Regions from separate parts of the Arabidopsis thaliana genome. Here region 1 is linked to region 2. The links are chromatin contacts, called in public targeted proximity ligation maps. All regions are on one chromosome and are shown on one strand. The core of a region is the stretch at or near the end of the contact, and the rest is flanking DNA. Distances in the headings are between cores, read along the strand shown. Region 1 holds the start of DYW1 (Pentatricopeptide repeat (PPR) superfamily protein). Region 2 holds the start of AT1G47530 (MATE efflux family protein).

Region 1 (4,719 bases), core at 875-3,374, 34 kb before region 2:
TGTCGTAACAGGACGTGTTTTATCAACACTTCTTTTAAACTACTACTTCATCCAAACAGGACGTGATGCTTGTGACGATCCAAAACAATTTAAAGGAACCTGGCTTCAATCTTTTCTCCAAAACGCTGCGTTTCCATCTATAGCCTTCCTTCTTCTCTTGTGGCGTTCTTTATTCTCCACTCATGGAGAAACTCAATCTTCTTCTTCTTTTGGAAAACTCTTTCTTCTTTACATCTCTCTCGGTGTCCTCTTTTCGGCTTATAGCCAACTCTACGCAATTGGGAGAACTCATTGTGTGTTCTTCTTTTGGATCTTTACTACACAATTGATCTTCACTTCCATATTTACAGCGATTATTAACAAACACAAATTCAACCGTTGGATCATATTATCCATCGTCCTTTCTGGAGTTGCTACGGGCATTACATCTTCGGATGATGCCTATTATCCCTGCGAAAGTGAAGGATGGAAAATGAGCTACGGTGCTTGGTGTAGCTTCTTTGGCACGGTAGCCTTCTCTTTATCTCTATGTATCATGCAATTAGGGTTCCAAAAGGTTATACCTAAGACAGAGAGTAGAGTTTCCGCGGTGATGTTGATGCAAACCAATGCTTCTATGATTGCAACGTTGATATGTTTGGTTGGATTGTTTGTAAGCGGTGAGTTCAAAGATATCAAGGAAGATTTCGAGACGTTTAAAACGGGGAAGCCACTTTACGTTTTGAGTCTTATCGGATTATCACTTGCATGGCAAGTAATGTCTTTAGGGCTTGTGGGTCTTGTGTGTTTGGCTTCTTCCCTTTTCTCTAATGTTGTCAGCTTCTCCGCGACACCTGTAGCGAACATTTTCGTTGTGTTGGCGTTTCGGTTTATGGATGACGACATTGGATGGTTTAAGGGAGGAGCTCTGTTAGCTGGGATCCTTGGGTTTGCATCTTATGTATATTCCTTGTACAAGGCTATTAAGAAACAGGAAATAGCAAGCCAAACTGAATTAGTAAGAGTATGATTAATGATTTGTATGTATAATTGTGATCCTATTTATTTAGTGTTTGTCCATTTCACTGATGCCTTTTAAAGAGATCAAGTTTGAGTAAATATGTTTGTTAGAGAGTTGGCAGATAATCTCCACAAGAGCAGCTACTATCTCTAAAATGATGAAACGTCTTGTTATCTCTTACAATGATCTATCTATCTTCAATACTCGATGATAAATAAACGTTTGAGGAAAAAGCATTGGAAGTTGCATAAATGGCTTATGCCCATAGTTTAGTATAACTTTGTAGAATTTCACATCTTTTAATACAAAAGTCTACCAATAATCTCCACAAGAGCAGTTACCATCTCTAAAATGATGGAACCTCTTGTTATCTCTTACAATGATCTCTCTATCTTCGATACTCGATAATATCTTTATGAAGTTATGGCAATCTCCACATATCCTCAGATTCTTCATCACCCTTATTGTCGTCCCTGGAGGAGTGTTTATAATCCCGAAAGCAATAGCTAACCGTTCACTATGATGCATCAAGGCTTTCTCTTTAGCTTCTTCATCAATGTCGTGAAGAACATACTTAGTCTCTGGTACATAGCCTGCGTCTCTCACTTCTTTCCCTAAAGATTTCAGCTTTACGTAGGCCTTGCTTCTATCTACAATAGCTTTCTTCTCACCCCCTGAAATCTCTGGCTTATCTCCTCTAACCTTTGTTGAATGACTAGAAGGTGAGATATGTCGTAAAGTAGTATCTTTTCGTACAGTGTTTCTTACTACTGAACCTGAAAGTCCTCTTGCTGTTTCTCTGCCACCGCTCCAAGTATCTAAATTTCTTTCAGGCAGTTTATCAAATACTTTGGGAGAAGTTTCCTTGACTTGAGTCTCAACTCCATCAGAGCTTTGAACTTGACTCTCACCCGCAATTCCCTTTGCTCTCGAGGTGATTCGTTGAAAAGATGAAGTTTCTCTCTCACAGAAGATTGCTTTAGGGACAGAGAAGGAGCAAAAACTCATGGAGAAAGCAGCTTCCAGAGCCATCCCTTTGTGGTCAATCCAAGAAGCAGATAAGCTTTCTTTGGAGAGAGAAATAGAGAAATCAAATCTCTCACACACATATCTACAAGAAAACAAACAACTTAACAAACTGCCAATAAAATCACTGGTCCACAAAAGGTTTCCTGCATAACCACCATCCCATAAATCACTTGTAAGCTAAGTAAGAACCACAAAATCCTTCAGCATTCCAATTTGAATACTGTTTGCTTTTCCATCTGAAGCTGAAAAACTTCAGAGAATTCCTTTAGTAACGACTCATGAGCTATATCTAACAACTGCAAATCTTCAAGCTTATTATAATGTTCTCCATCCTCAATCAAACCCTTTACGCTTCCAACCCCACGGTTCCTTATCCCACATGGAACTATGGAGTTAAAGGGTGTTAAATCTGTTGTAACATTAAGAGCTAGACCATGATATGTCATCCATTTCGACACACGAATACCTATCGCCGCCATTTTTTTGTTGCCTATATAAATACATATGTATTAGTTCACTAGCAAGAATCAGATCAAACCACAGTAAGAAGTGAAGATTATGAACAAACATACCAACCCAAACTCCAGTAAAACCGTCGAGACGAGAAGCATTGATGGCGAAAGCCGAAGAAAGAACACGAATAACTACTTCCTCAAGCTTCCTTAAGTACCAATGAAGATCCATTTTGTGATTCCGTAGATTGATTATAGGATACATAACTAGCTACATTTCACATTCATTGACAAACCATTAGCTTCAATATTGATGAATTTGAGAAGAAAACAAAGGAGACTCATTGTGTTTTACCTGACCAGGACCATGATAAGTAACTTCACCACCACGTTCTGTTCTATAAACATCGAAAGGAGCATTCTTTATGTCGAAATTGAGATAATTCTCTGAGCTTCCAGTTCCCATTGTGTAAACAGAAGGATGTTGTAGTATAATTAATGAATCTGAACACTCTTGGTTTTTATCAATCAAAGCTTTTTTCTCATTGAGAATGCTTTTTTGCCATGACCAAGCTTTCTTGTATGGAATTAATTGATCGTAGAGATCAAAACACTCACACCTGTAAAAATGTATACTCTGTTATGCATTGTTGAAGAATGCACGTAACGTGTTCGTTAAAATTCCTCAAAGAGAAAATAAAGAGAGAGGAACATTACTTTCTTGGGTTTGTGTGATTCTTCGAGTTCATTATCTTGAGAGATGTAGATACTCTGTTTCTGTTGAAGTCACTAAGATGGTGGTGATGATGGAGCTTTGGGTTCGTAACAGAGCTTGTTGCAACGGAAAAAACCATGTCTTTCGAGATAAATTATCAAACTTTAAGGCTTAGAAATTTCGAAGAAGCAGAAGTTTTGGAGTAATGGCGGAGACACCAAGGAAACTGTGAGAGTATTTTCGAAATAATTGAACATTGTTAGGGCTATTTTGGTCTTTTAACAGAGGGTTTGCCCTAATTTCTGGGTTCACTATATATATAATACAACTGATACACTGAGAAGTTATTGAGAACTGCAAATCTTTAAATCTCTGTTTGTCAAAATTATCTTTTCGAGCTAGCTAAAGCTTACAGATTCTGGTTTTTGTTATCCTTTTAAGATCAACCTTGAGTTTGTTGTTTTACGGTATTTGCAATTTTGTATTTGAAGTTTTTCTGTGAAAACAAAAATGGTGGTGATGATGAAGAAAAAATGACCTTTTATCACATGATTGAGATTTTTTAATCTCGTGATTACCTTTCAAGCACTTCTGAGCCACCTTTTGATTTTTTTGTTCTTTATAGAATTGGTTGTAATTGATAAGCTGAATTTGCTAGCCGCATTGATTTGGCCATGAAATGATAAAAGATCGATTTTTTTGTTTAATGCTTTATTTCTGGTTGAACTTGAATCTGATTATTTGACGATGATTACAGAATTAACATTAGCAAACTAGAAAACTTATCTGCTTGTCACATCTGACGATGATTACCAAATTATATTTTGACACATGGGTAATATGGAAAAAAGGACCGTAAATGAGCTGCTTTAGTGTAATATACAACATTAACGATTGGCTTTTGATTATACATAAACTTGAATAACAAAGACCCAAATATTTTGACCAAAATGAAAAAGACCCAAGAGTATTAAAGATTTTTGAGATAACAACATTTTAATAACGCAACGAATCATTTTGATATTGTAGTTAAATTTTTATTGGCAATTGAAAGTTTTGAAACACACAAAATGGCTAATTCATAAGATTGTTAATACATTTGCTAAGAAAACGGTTGATCTGATTGGTATGTCAGAAATAAAGGTCTGACCCGACACCATCTTCTATATAGCAGATGACAAAATAATCCATTTTGATAACTATTCAAGGAACAGTTTCTAACTACTCATACAGAATATCCCAAAATATAATCAAAAGAAAAGATGAAAAGCGGACTAAAAGTGATGGTTCCCTCTGGTAGGGCGACATACATGGTTACGTTTACGAGCATGATCTTCGTTGTGGTGTTGTGTCCTACATGCGTATCCATACCAACAATCTTCCCTAGCCGCTACATCCGCTGGCAAATGATTTCTCGGCAGTGTTATCCGGAACCAGTATAAAAGGAATCCCACCAGCTTATCATAACAATCACTACATGTATAAAACACAATCGAAAGAAACTTAAGAGACCTTAAATCTCA
Region 2 (4,716 bases), core at 91-2,590:
CAATCAACCACCACGAGGTATTGAGAGTGATAGCTGCACCTACAAGTCCCCACTTAAAGTAAAGAATGAAGAGCCAGCTAAAAACTGCATGTATAACTAAAACCACTCCAGAGATCCAAGCCATCACAAGAACTTTCCTCTGTGACTGCAAGAATTTCTGTATCGGGAAGTTGGCTGCATAGGCAAATAGTTGCGGGATCATCCACAATGCGAACTTCCCTGAAAATTATAACAACGCAGAAGTTGTTACGTGAACATTGACTCCAAACTCAAAACCAATTGGCAAAAAGGAATAACAAGAATGATACCCGCGGCTTTAGAGATGTGAGGAGCCTCGCCGAAGAAGGAAAGAATAGGAGGAGCCCAAATGTAGACGGGAAGCAAAAACAAAGCAGTAGTAAAGAGAATGACCCATGAACGTTGCATATATATTCCCATCATCCTAATCTGTCCCGCGCCATATGCTTGTCCACACAACGTCTCCAATGCACTCCCCATCCCTAACTGCCACCATTTTCCATCATCAAAATGTTTATATTGTTTGATCTCTAAGCTTTTTTCATAGGAAACTTAAATGACAAGCAACAAAATTCAAGAGAGCTTACACAAGGACCCTCGTAGAGATTACTTGTATAACAAATATTATAACACTGAACTCAACTACATTAATATATCTACTTTATTTGAATATAAAACACACTGTTAGGATTTACTTAATCACAATTACGAAACAATTTTAAATGTATGGGAAAATCTACTTCATTGATATTAACGAATATTGATATTAATTAATACAAAAAAAGTCCTCAAATATTGACTTTTATTTCTGTGGCTATTATTAGAACACATTATCCATTACCAAGAACCTGACACGTGTGAAGGGTGTTTACGTAACATACCATGACACCGAAGGCAAGACCGGAGATAACAGAGTTTTCAACTGAGACGGCGGCGAGCTCAAGTTCACCGAGACGGCCGGAGAAAGTCTGAGTGAGAGCACCAAGAGAGTATTGACTTATGGCAGTGAAAATCGCTGGTCCTGCTAACTCCCAAAGCCGCTTCGACTCTTCGCCGAACTCTTTGGCCCATACTTTTGACGCCGACTTGGTTCCGGTGAGTTCCGGTGGCTCACGAGGGTCAAGCAACGGCAAAGTCTTATCCTTTCCCATGTGAAAAAAGCTCTGTTTTAGTTTCTCTTCTTTGCTTTCTCTTTGTTCTGACTTATGATATATGTATATAAATACAGAAGATGGAGACACACTAGTGTGGTAGGTGCCATAATGAATAGTCTAAAAAGGTCTGACATGAGATCTATCCAAAAGAAATAAACCGCCAAAAATGACTAAACGAAGGTAATGGAATTATTTAGTACATATTCTATAGTTTTGGTATGAATCGGCCTAATTTGGTAGTTAAATATTATCAGCATAATTTCTTAATATGAATAAATCTCAATTTAATGGGATTGTTAAGAGTATGGATTGGTTGAAAACTTGAAATGATAGTGTGATATGATAACAAAGATTTTTGTAATAGTTTATTTGGTTTTTGTTTTTGGGCCGAAGTTTGGGGCCGAAACTTTAAACACGTAGTTGAATGCAAGAAAAAAAAAAAAAAACTTGTGGTAATATGAAGAAGTACGTATGTACTAGGTAGGTACACTTTAGTTTTTCCTAGAAGGAGTTAACCGAGTCGTACAAGTAATTAAAATTATTGTGGACAGTGAATATAATGGACCAATGAGGACTTACCAGCTCGTTAGAAATACTTCGACCAAGGTTAAATATAATCAGACGGCTCTTTGAGTCCTAAATTGGGTTCAAAGGGTGACAACGGCAATGAACATTTAGTCACTTACCCTATCGCATTGAATTGGTGGATCTTGTTTTTATTTTCTTTTTAATATTAGGTGTTGGTGAAAGTGCAAAAGAAATTAATAAAATTGATGAACCAAAAAATCGACAGCATTTTGTAACAAGAAAAGCTTTTACACTGTCTGAACTTAACCAAAAGGAGAGTGAATCATGCATGGTCAATTGGTCATTGGTTAGTGCTCAAATTAACCATTGTTGTGAGAGCGAAGTTGTTGTGAAACTAAGAGAAATAAAAAGTCATGAACCAAATAATCGACATCGTTTTATATCAAAGAAATGCGAAAATATTACTTTGAACTTTAACCAAAAAGAGAGTGAATCATGGTAGATGATTATTGAATCGTGATCAAATTAACCATTGTTGTAAGAGCGTAGTTGTTGTATCATGGGATTCTTGCGGTAGTGAGGAAGCTATGTTTCAGAATAACTAGTCTATACTGAGAGGGATGAATCCTCGTTGTATCACATATTGCATGTGGACTCAAAAGATTTCACTCCTTGGTTGTTAGTTTTGTTCACATATTTCTTTTGTTTCGAAAACTAACATAGATTAACTCTTGTGAGTATTTAGTTACAATATCAAACCGTGGTGGCCTAAGCTGCTTAAGGTTACATCGATTGCCTCTGAAGGAGATATGGATGGTGTGATTGTGAAAGATATTATGGAGAATATTAAGGAAAGAGGTGATATGAGGTTTGGATCGAGGTTGCATTTTCCTGATTGCAGAGATGGGACGACCGGGAAGATGAACTATGTGTGTGATGAAGCCAGATTACGGTTCGAGCTCGGCTCTCAAAGAACGGCAACTTTATTTAGAAAACGCTCTGCTTGTCCCTTGATTGTTTAGCGTTCAAACTGTTGGATATTCCTTGCCTTTAGATGTTGAGTTTTCCCTTTAATAAAAAATACTATAAAAGTGTATTGTCCTACTACAGCTTTGATTCAAAATTATCCAAATTTATCCCAAAGAATCACTTTCTTTGCACTAATGAAGTAATGAGGCTACCACATTTTGTTTTCTTACCTGAAGTGAGCTAATATCTAAAGAACCAGACATTATATAAACAAGTGATTGAATACAAATTTGATTTCACATTTGCATATGAGAATTTAGTAGTCATACAATATTGAATAATTGCTCAGAATGTCCTTTCCACACTACCCCTTTTCAATTCTACCTTTTCTTATTTGCCATTTTCATTTATACCTCTTTAAATTTTTAATGACCATTTTACTCATATTTCGAAATTGTTTTAGGTTAACAAAATGAAATATTAATATTTTTTCGCCTAAAATATTCCAAAATAAATTTCCCACCAAAAAATTTCGAAAAAAAAATTTCCATCAAAGTTTTTTTCTCAAAAACATTTTTCCCGCAAAAATATTTTTTTGGCTGGAAATAGATTTACAAGGGATTTTAAAAGATCTTTAAAGGGTTTAAAAGGGTTTTAAAATATTTACAAGGGATTTTTAAAGGGTTTTAAAAGATTTTTAAAGGGTTTAAAAGTGTTTTAAAAGATTTACAAGGAATTTTTAAGGCGTTTAAAATATTTACAAGGGTTTTTAAAAGATTTTTAAAGAATTTAAAAGAAAACTCTTTAAAAACTCTTATAAATCTTTTTAAAACCTTTTGTAAAGGTTCACAAGAGTTTAAAATGGTTCAAAATTATTAAAAGGGTTTACAAGAGTTTTAAAAAGATTTTTAAATGGTTTACAAGGGTTTACAAGGGTTTTAAAGGATTTACAATAGTTTAAAAAAAAATTAAAATATTTACAAGAGTTTTAAAATCCTTTAAAAACTCTTGTAAGTTTTTTTAAAACCTTTTGTAAAGGTTCACAAGAGTTTTAAAATGGTTCAAAAAGAATAATAAATGTTTTAAAATACTAACAAATTTGTTTCTAAGAGTTAAAAAATGATTGTGAAGACTTTATAAGAGTTTTAAGAAGATTTTAAAAGGATTTACAAAGGTTTAAAAATCATTGTAAATCCTTGTAAATCCTTTTAAAACTATTGTAAAAGGTTTAAAATGATTCACAAAGGTTTAAAAGGGATTTTTAAAGTATTTACATATGTTTTTAAAGACTTTATAAAGATTTTAAAATGATTTATAAGGGTTTTTAATAACTATCAAAGCTTTTAAAAAACTTTCTAAGGATTTTTAAAAGGATTATTTTGGTTGAGAAAAAATTTGTTACGGGAAAAACATTTTGGCGGGAAATTTTCTTTTTGGCAGGAAAAAAGTTTGGCGGAATTTTGTTTTGGCGGGAAAAGTAAATTTTGGCACTAAAAATTTGGTGGGAAAATTTCAGTTCCAGTTACATGTTTTTATTAGATAAGGGTTATTTGGTCATTCTGTTCAGATGAGTGGTATTTTTTAAAATGGATAACATAAAAGTGTATTGTTGCAAAAGAGTAGTAAGAAATGGTAGTTTTGCATATCTTCCTAAAATATTTCTAGTTTAGTTGTCAGTTTCCTAAGAGAGGATACATATATCTTGTAAACCATTTGATGTAATTTGTTGGACAAAACATTATTTGAGATTAGAAAGAAGTATGTAAGAAATTTTACAAAAATATTATATATGATATTATAATAATTTATTTCATGTAGAAAATGGAGATGGATCTTCCGAATTTGATTTTCTTCTTGTGAAATGGTGGGAATTGATATTTTCAAAACTCCATCGTTAAATATGCAAAAATGTAATTTTCATTATACATATGTAATTTTGAATTAAAAACATAAAAATATAACCATCAAAATTTTCATTTAGTTTGGAACTAAAATATGAAAATGAATGATAAGTATAATCTAGTAATTCGTCATAGATAAAATAATA

Evidence for each region.
Region 1: a targeted proximity ligation map of shoot shows a contact between it and region 2, with 18 read pairs. A contact is called at or near these places in 1 of 26 Hi-C or Micro-C datasets (vegetative nucleus) and 1 of 2 datasets of targeted methods (shoot).

The regions. Positions count from the first base shown.
Region 1 is chr1:17,482,981-17,487,699 of TAIR10.1, reverse strand. It overlaps DYW1 (Pentatricopeptide repeat (PPR) superfamily protein), which reads right to left and starts at 2,124. Exons shown (of 1, transcript NM_103651.4): 1 at 1,237-2,124. The coding sequence starts at 2,032. The coding sequence ends at 1,313. It overlaps AT1G47578 (Biotin/lipoate A/B protein ligase family), which reads right to left and starts at 3,352. Exons shown (of 4, transcript NM_001198235.2): 1 at 3,199-3,352; 2 at 2,837-3,101; 3 at 2,602-2,752; 4 at 2,230-2,519. The coding sequence starts at 3,335. The coding sequence ends at 2,230. It overlaps AT1G47570 (RING/U-box superfamily protein), which reads right to left. Exons shown (of 14, transcript NM_103650.5): 14 at 4,198-4,669. The coding sequence ends at 4,471. AT1G07393 (a small nucleolar RNA gene) reads left to right here and starts at 3,743; the gene lies at 3,743-3,795. It also overlaps the pseudogene ATPUP20.
Region 2 is chr1:17,448,177-17,452,892 of TAIR10.1, reverse strand. It overlaps AT1G47530 (MATE efflux family protein), which reads right to left and starts at 1,340. Exons shown (of 8, transcript NM_103646.4): 1 at 900-1,340; 2 at 309-504; 3 at 1-219. The coding sequence starts at 1,169.